Linked DNA regions of Pan troglodytes: region 1 is linked to region 2. The links are chromatin contacts, called in public Hi-C maps. All regions are on one chromosome and are shown on one strand. Each heading gives the region's core, a stretch centred on a gene start, on an enhancer-like site or on the middle of the called end of the contact. The rest is flanking DNA. Distances are from core to core; before and after follow the strand shown. Region 1 overlaps SEMA3D (semaphorin 3D). Region 2 overlaps SEMA3A (semaphorin 3A).

The links. A called contact is a pair of places that touch in the nucleus more often than the background predicts.
Region 1: a Hi-C map of induced pluripotent stem cells shows a contact between it and region 2, with 3 times the contacts expected there. The contact joins two enhancer-like sites. A contact is called at or near these places in 3 of 7 Hi-C or Micro-C datasets (blood, induced pluripotent stem cells and stem cell-derived neural progenitor cells), 1 of 1 datasets of contacts at active chromatin or transcription factors (stem cell-derived excitatory neurons) and 1 of 1 other capture datasets (stem cell-derived neural stem cells).

What each region holds. Positions count from the first base shown.
Region 1 is chr6:94,370,226-94,374,650 of NHGRI_mPanTro3-v2.0_pri, forward strand. SEMA3D (semaphorin 3D) reads right to left here. Exons shown (of 18, transcript XM_016957662.4): 13 at 3,127-3,215; 14 at 1,146-1,187. Among named protein-coding and RNA genes, the nearest start is that of SEMA3D, 170 kb to the right of the region's middle. Within about 2 kb of position 2,311, at least 1 of the 24 cell types and tissues checked has an H3K27ac peak or open chromatin away from gene starts, as enhancers often do. A contact at or near this core is called in induced pluripotent stem cells, where this site is marked.
Region 2 is chr6:93,554,134-93,558,353 of NHGRI_mPanTro3-v2.0_pri, forward strand. The region is part of intron 3 of SEMA3A (semaphorin 3A); the gene reads right to left. Among named protein-coding and RNA genes, the nearest start is that of SEMA3A, 310 kb to the right of the region's middle. Within about 2 kb of position 1,993, at least 5 of the 24 cell types and tissues checked have an H3K27ac peak or open chromatin away from gene starts, as enhancers often do. A contact at or near this core is called in induced pluripotent stem cells, where this site is marked.

The DNA.
Region 1 (4,425 bases), core at 1,061-3,560, 820 kb after region 2:
CACTCTTCACACTTTGGCAAAGATTCTCCCCTTCTGGTTGGCATATGCTCCTCCATTCCATTCTCCTTTTAATATATCTGGTTAACTATGACATCCTTCATAATTCAAGCTGTATGTCTCTTCTTTCAGTTATCTTTCCCTGTTCCTTCTGGCTCCCTTTAGGCCACTTTCTTGTCTCTGTCTTTCTAGACTCTCTTATTACTGTGCAGTGTAAGTGTCTTCCTTTGACACTCAGCTATACTGTGAGCTTCTGGAGGTTAATGGCGAGCTATGTTATTCATTCATTCATGTACCCTCCAAGCACCTTAGGCCTTTAAGAAATAAATGATAAGTGAATGAACAAATAAATGACAAAGCCCTGAAGAAGAAAACTATTTAGATAATTTCCTAAAAAAATCACTCTGCCATACGAACAGTAATAGATTAAGTCAATTTTAGCAACACCTTGATGTTGAACATGTCATATGGCTTTCTTAAATCTTGGGGGTGCAAATAGAAATAATAGTGCAGTTTGAATCTCTTGAAACAATTGTAATTTGGAATATCATATCAGAGAGTTATGAAATAATGTTAAAGATTATTACTATTATTATAATTAGTTACCATTTACTTTACACTTATGTGCCTGCTGTCTGTTTAGAATGTTGTATGAAGCATCCTCTTTAAACTCCCAACAAACTCTGGAGGTGGATATTGTTTTTCTAACTTTACTGTTGAGGAAATTGATTCTGAGAGTTCGATATTATGTGATATGTGGAAGGTTGGCTGTTGGGCTGCCACCACAGTTCATATTCTAACTCCTAGACCCCCAGATTAAAAACCCTTTGTAATGGTTAGGGTTGATATTCTACATGAATGTCTAATGGGCTTGATAGAACGACATTCTCATGAGCCTAGGAAAGTGAGTTCAGTTTTTAAGATCCAAAGGAAGGGGAGAATGCATCATTCAATTAATGAAATTTGTCTCAATTTCTCCCAAGGCAAGGCTGAAACAATGGTCTCTAATGAATTACAAGAGAAACAAATAATGTTTTAAATTTCTTAAAATTTAACTTCCAATTTCAATGGATTTTTTTTCAAATAAAGTTTGATTCAAGCAGCCCATTGCTTTTGTGATTAACTTTCATACAAAAGTTAAAAAGTACCTGCTTCAGAGACAATTCCATGTTCAAGATGATTGATGAGTGCTGAAAATAGAAGTTAAATGTCAATAAAGATAATCATTAACAGGTTTTTATATTAAACAATATGTTGTTTTATCTGATGCCATATATCACTGAAGTAAACATCAAGTCTGTTACATAAGGAAATAAAGTTCTTATTGTTTGCTATTTTCTTCCAAAATGTAGTGATTGTACCTTAACAAAAATGATAAAAAGTTATTTTGTAGTATCTTATTAAAGATAAGTGACTTAAATGTATAGGAAAATACTCTGCATTGAAAATTGTTCCCAGTTACTCACAAGTGTTCTTCTTCTAAATCTGCTTATCTTAACTGCTTCCATATAAGTCAAACTAGTGTTGACAAGAACATCTCCATAATTATTTATTACCTCTTTCTGCTCTTACTTAGATCAGTGTTTCAAAAAGTTGTTTAAGTAGCAGAGTTTTGAAAAGTTATAGTGCTCCTTGTGGATGACCATATTCTTTACGGAACACTACACAATAATGGTGCACATGATTTCATGATATGAACTAAGGCTAGTTTTGTTTGTAAAAAAATATGGCTCAGTGCATGCAAGATAAAATCAGAAACATGAACACAAAAGCTAACAAACTAAAAAGGACAAGATGGCTTAAAAAATTTTCCATCTACCTATCATCTGTCTACTATTTATTCATTTAGCACCAGCTCATATTTACTAATTGACAAGCAGTATTAGATGTTAAAGATTTAAAGAAATATATGAAAGAAAAAATTTCAGTGAGAAAGTTCTATCAAATAGCATTTTTGTTATCAATTTTAAAGACATGGCCAAACTTATCAAATTATATACATACAATATGTTCAGTTTTTTGTTTGTATCTCAATTATACCTCAATAAAGCTGTTTTTACAATAAGAAAAGAAAACAAAAACTGGTCATTTATGTAATTTTAACAGCAGAATCCAAGTAATTCTTCTTGACCACTGTCTAACACCATTGAACGAGACTTGTTCTAATGTGCTTATGTGTGTTATAGGCACTGTATTTTTGGCCTCTGGGTTCACACTTATGTTTGACATCTGGCCTTCCCCTAGGAACCACCCAAGATTTTGTTTTGGTAGACACCAGATAGCAGGTCTTGTTCTTGTTAACTCCCTGACCACTATTATCATCACAACGTAAACAGGATCCTGTGGAACTCAGCATGTTAATTAACTTGAGCCCCTCACAGAGGAAGGCTTTATTCTCTTTTAAAGCATTATTTACATGGAAACAATCCATTTTAATAAACTGTCTCAATAAAAATGTTATAATAAACAAAGCATATTGTTAAAAAAGTTTTTCTGAGAAAAAAAGTATTTCAAATGTTACAATCAGCAAATAATTGTAAACTTAATTTTACTGAGGATTTACAAAGCATGCCACAATTGAGAGTTATTGTTAAAAGTCAAATACATTCTCCAAATCTGGAGAACTATTCTTCTAGATCTACTAACTCTTTTTGCCGGTTGAGAGGAGTTTAGCATACATGAAGACTTACTATGATGCAACCTATATATTTTTTTAATTTCCTTACAGAAAAGCAGGGACACATGATTTATACACTGGTCTATTTTTCTCAAATTCAATTGGGGAAAAATTGAAAAGTAAAATTTATAAAGTAGAAAAGCATCTGGATAGTAAAAGAGACCCCAGGCTTTCATTTAATGTGGCAATTTGTCTGACTATATGCTTAGAGAATGCAGTAATGAGAGGCAATCCCGGGAGCCCTGAATTCAGCGGTATTCTACAGAGGAAGGTGAGTCCCATTCCTAGTCGCTTATAAAACTTTTTCCACTGCTTTGGGAAAAGAAAACTAAGAAAGCTAATTTCAAAGGCTTCTTCAGGTAACCTGATGATGTATTAAAACAAGGGTGCCCTGTAACAAGCGCTACTCAGTTTCAACATCTTTTCTCCTGGCACTCTGGACTGAGTCTTACCTTGAATATCTGCAACTCCTCCAGCACTACCTCTTCCATATTCCACTTTTCCTTTGAAATGCTGACAACTTTGAGGACAGTTCCAATGTCTGAAAAAATGCATAACCCATGATCCCATTGTTTCTATCTCAAAAATTAGTGGTAAGCATATCCCTAGAAACCTGCAAATCATTCCCCTCACTTCTCTTTAAATGCCTTTCAAAAAACAGATTAAATGAAACATGCATGAAGTGAAGCTGAATGTTTAAGTTTTGTCCTCCCAAAATATAGCTTTTAGCTAGTAGAACACCCATTTATAGAGAGAATGTTAAAGGATGCATATTCAGAGTATATTCTTAACAAAAGTAATATATATATATGTATAATTTAAATATTGTTTGAAACGTTAATAGAGCAAACGTTTTGACCTTAACTTAAAAAGTTAAAAATATATTAAAATAACAAATTCTCTCTCTTCCTTCCATGTAATATATATTTATTAAGTAGTTATTATATCCAATTCACCATGAAAGACAGATATATCTTCTTTTAATAATGTTGTCAAATGAACAAAAAAATCATTGAAGCTATCTGAGGGAAATTGTAGCTCACTCTTCAAATGTATTCTATCTTCAGAATCCTTATTAATAGATGAGAAATGGAAGGTTTGTTTAAAATTATTTAAGTTCAACTTAATACAAGGTTGATAATGCAAACCAAAAATTGACATTTAAAAGAGGTATCTTAAATACATCATCTTACATTGAAATTAAATGAAGTGTCAGGTTAGTACAGAAAGAAAATTGAAAGAACAGTTTAGAAAAAGAAAAAAAAATCCCACTTTAATTTATATAATATAGGCATTTTTAAACTTCTGAGCACTGGGGTTGGAGTATAGTAACATATATAATAATGATCCTGTTTGCACAAAATAGTCTGAATTATTTAATTGTTTTTAAATAACTCTGGGATCTTTAAAGAATATTAAATGTACATTTTTCCAAATGTCAAACTTAAAAACCTATCTTAGCAGTCTATAATTTTCTCAGTAAAGGTTAGATAGTACCACCTAGTGGCTAAATGACATTCATTGCAGTGAACTGTTGAAGACCTAGTTTTGGGTGGACAGTACAAATTAAGCGTCAAACTTGTGGGAATTAATAGCAACTAATTAATTCTACTTTTGACCTTTCAACAGCCGTCTCTTTTGTCTTGGGAATATCCCTTATTTTTCTGGTTTGTGGAATTGCCATCTTCAAAATAATCAGGTTTGACAATCAATGACAAAGGTCCTCTGATTCCGTCACACACATACTTCCT
Region 2 (4,220 bases), core at 743-3,242:
GTCATAGAAGATACGTATTAAAGTATTTACACATTGGCTATGTATTTTTTATCTTTTCATGTATTGGATGAAACCAACGTGTCTAATTTTAAAACGTTCACTCTCTATATTTTGCTATTATTGAAACAAATTTGGATAATAATAAACACTGTAATTTAAGAGCAGCGCTGTTTCCTAATTTGTGAGATAGCCGTCTAAGTACTTTCCTTGGTTATACATACCCTGAATCTCTCTGTGAATGGTTAGGTAGAAATACTAGCTGTATTTGCCCAGAAAAGAATATAAGGAGAAATTGTGTTTTAGATGTATTTCAAAGATTTAGTGGACAAAATGTACCTGAAGTTAGGATGCACTTGATTAAATAATCTCACCTCTTTCTGCAAATCACCTTCCATACCCATTTCATTGTGATCAGATACAGGAAATCCCCAAAAGTGTGCCACCCTCAGAAGCAGATGACCTCTTTAAAGGAAATTACTAAGTTAGGAATTTTTAAATGAGTTAGTTAATCTGTTCTTCTAAGAAATAACACCAAAGAGGAAACCAGTACTAAAAACACAAATTTTAGTATTCTTGGCAAGGTGTTTTTCAATTGAGACATGTAAAAAACATATTGTTTTTCAATCAACATCTGTTATTTCCGTTTTTTTTTTTCTTCAAGGAACGCTTCATTAGTATTTGAGGAAGGCTTACAATCAACAGAATTTCAGCAAATGTCATACTCAAACATTTGCCTTGCTCTGACTTCTGATGTTGGAAATTCATTTTTAATGAAGGTTTTTCTATACAAGAAATTTGAACCTTTCTTTTTTCTAAAAAAGAATTCTGTGGGTGAAAAAATTCTTTAGACGATCAGAAGACACTCTATTAATTGGAGAAACTAAACAGTTGATGTATTATTCATTCTAGCCAAAAATGATAGTGATTTAGGAACTACTGTAGATGTTGCTGGAAACCGGGGGTGGCAGGTTAAAAGCAATGTTTAAGAAATTAAGTTAAACTTTTTAGAATCTGACCCTTATGAATGCTTTCAGTATAAGCAACATGTGAAAGCATGAGTTGAGAGAAGGAATTGATAAAATGCAAAGAGAATTCAATCTGTAGGGAAGCATTAACTCTTCCCTCTCCCTTTGACTCTCCCACCCCGCCATGCCCTGACCCACCCTCATCATGAATAGTGATTTCAGTAAAAGAAGCTCTTCCTTCCCCTGGACTGAATTTGTAACAGTTTGGGGGAAAAAAAAAAAGTTTTGTGTTTTCCTGTTTTCTTTTGCAATATTAATGTTTATGATACTTTAAGGTAAATAGGGACTCAGAACATAAAAATATTCCTTGTTTTTCAAATGAATTGATGTGATAAGTCTTAATATTAAAACAATACAGAAGGAGACCAGAAACTGTTCAAATAGTCATTAATGATGGCGGTAGAGTTGAAGAAAATCCTAGACAATTTAGGTTATCAGAAATTACAGGGAAAGTCTTCTAGTGGTAAACTGTCTTTTCCCTGAGAGTTTGAGTAATGGAGCCAGTAGGTGAATTTTATTAGGTTGGTAAGTTTGAGTGGGGGATGAAAGAGAGTGACAAGAGAAGGGATGCATAAAATTTCATAAGTTATGGTTAGTATCCCACTTGCCAAATGTAGCTAAAATACGGTTATAGAAATGATTTATCACTTCTATGGTCTCTCTTTTCTTTTGTCTTCTTAAATTCAACACATTTTTAACATTTCAGAATGTTTCAAAGTGGCATTTTCTCTTTGCCATTTCTATCTGCTTAAGGGTCTTGTCATCACTACAGCTACTTTGTGAGATTATCTGAAGAATGAATGCGGTGTTCCTGAATATTAATATATTAAAAGCAGTGAAACACTGAAAATACCTGGGGTTTTTTTTCCTTTTTTTTTTTTTTTTAAGTGAGAGTCTCCACCTCAACTCAAATGGAACAAGAAAGTTTTCAAGTGAGACAAAAATCCCATTGTTAATACTGATCAGTACAGGCTAGGCAGTGAGGGGGAAAAAATGAGGCATCTGTGGAATACAAATGAAATGAGCAGGTTGGCTATCGGGTGTTTCAGGATATTAACTTATTAGCTGTTTGCTTTCAGTAAAGGCATATCACACATATTTTCACTGAATAAATAAATAAGTAGGTCTACACTAAATAAACAAAGTGAAGAGACTAAGCAATATGGTTTAAAGGATTACTTTACATCTGACTCATGCAAAGCAGATGCATAGAGTTCCCCTTTGTTATCCACTGAAAAAGAATGTTGCACCTCAGATGTAAGTTTATTACAATCTCTATGGCCTAGGAAGAGGACTTTTTTCTTTGTCTTAAATGTTTTCAATGAGCTTGAAGCTGGTAAGAATAAAGAACAGGAATGCTGAAACCTAGAATTAAAGCTCCTTAAAAGGGTTTATTATAATGGCAAAATCAACTGTTTGGTAAATGGTGATTCAAAATCTACAGTGCATTCTGCTTTTTAAGGGCACAGATTTCTGTAAGTTGCAATAGTTAGAAAAAAAGACTTCAATTATTTTTATTCCATATTGTCTCAAGTGTAAAACATCATTTGATCCAGTTTATGCTTCTTTCCCTGCCCCCCAATGTGTAGAGTAGCATTATATTCCAGGTTTAATTTCACTGCCTTGGCTACAAAAGCAGCTGTCACCTTATGGAGGAGATTAGAAAATGCCTTGTTTATTAGTTAACAATGTTTTTATTATTGACAATAATGTGTTTTTAAAAATCCCATTTTTTTCTTAGAGCATATCCATAGAACTAATCTCTTTGAAAATCAATCAACATAAATTCATTTTCCTTTTCCTGTTGTATCAAAGAGAACAGAAATAACATCCAATATGTCTAACTTTGAATCTTCTTAAATTACAGATTCAAGTTGAAAAAGTTTGACTTAAGGACTTAAGTGACAATGTGAGTATTCCCTTGGTTGATTTTTTAAAGTTGATACATAACTTTGGTGACTTAAAGCACTTTAAAGATCCCCAAACATCTAATTAAACTTTATAATCTTCCTTTTGAGACAAAAACGATGTTTGCCCAATGCAATTGTGTTCTCACATACACTTTGCCATCTCAACTAAAGCTTTATGAGTGAACTGTCACAATGTGCTGATTATACATGAGGAAAACAAATTTATTTTTTTAACCTATGATTTAAAACAATGAGTGTAGTTCTCATTGCGTAACTTTGTTGAAATGATATTTGATATTTTTGATAGAATTGTACAACATGGCAACTATAGTTTGCAATATATTGAATTCTAGAAAAATGCTAAGAGAGTGAATGTAAAGTGTTCTCACCACAAAAGTGATAACTATGGGAGGAAATGCATATGCTAATTAGCTAGATTAAGTCATTCCACATTGCATACATGCTTTAAAACAATATGTCCTACACAGTTAATACATCCAATTTTATTGTCAATTTTAAAAATAATAAATAATAATCTGATATTTTAGTGGTCTAATTTCATCTATTAAATATTCACTGCACATTTATTGATGCTGTGAAGCCTCTTTCTATTCTGTTAAATCAAAGTTGCAATCACTTATGGAAATAGGAAAACTGAAATTGAACAAACCGAGTTAATGTGGTAGTCTCTTTCTTGGGCTGTTGACATGACTTGGTAGGTGCTTGCCACAGTGTGCAATCCAGGGCACTTAATTTGTTTCCAGAGAAATAATTTCAAATATACTCTTTCTCTACTCTCAAAACTGGTAACCATTGAAAACATTTTACTTATCACATATCTTGCATTGTTTCCTTTATATTTACCCATTCATTCAACAAAATTTTGAGATATGTTTAGGCGCCAGTCTTTGTGACTTACAAAACTAATCACAGGTTATTTTTTTAGGATACAGATGTATATTCCTAGTCATGAATGTCCTAATGCCAATTTATCTCTTTTTTTCCCTGCCCCAAATTATATAAACCATCTATAAATCTTTCTGTATCTATTTTGGCATAATGTGCTTAATTTTTTAATACATCTATACTGTTATACTCATTTCATTAATTCCTGTGTTGTTTTTCATCCCTTCTAGTAGTATCTTCTCTATTCTTCTAGAAGACTCTAGCTGATGACAGATTGTCTACATATTTTGTTGGATTACTCATGATTAAGGGCTATTGTATTCCCCTAAAGCTAATCTGCCTACAGTTTGCATTAGGGACTCAGGATATAAGATTTTGC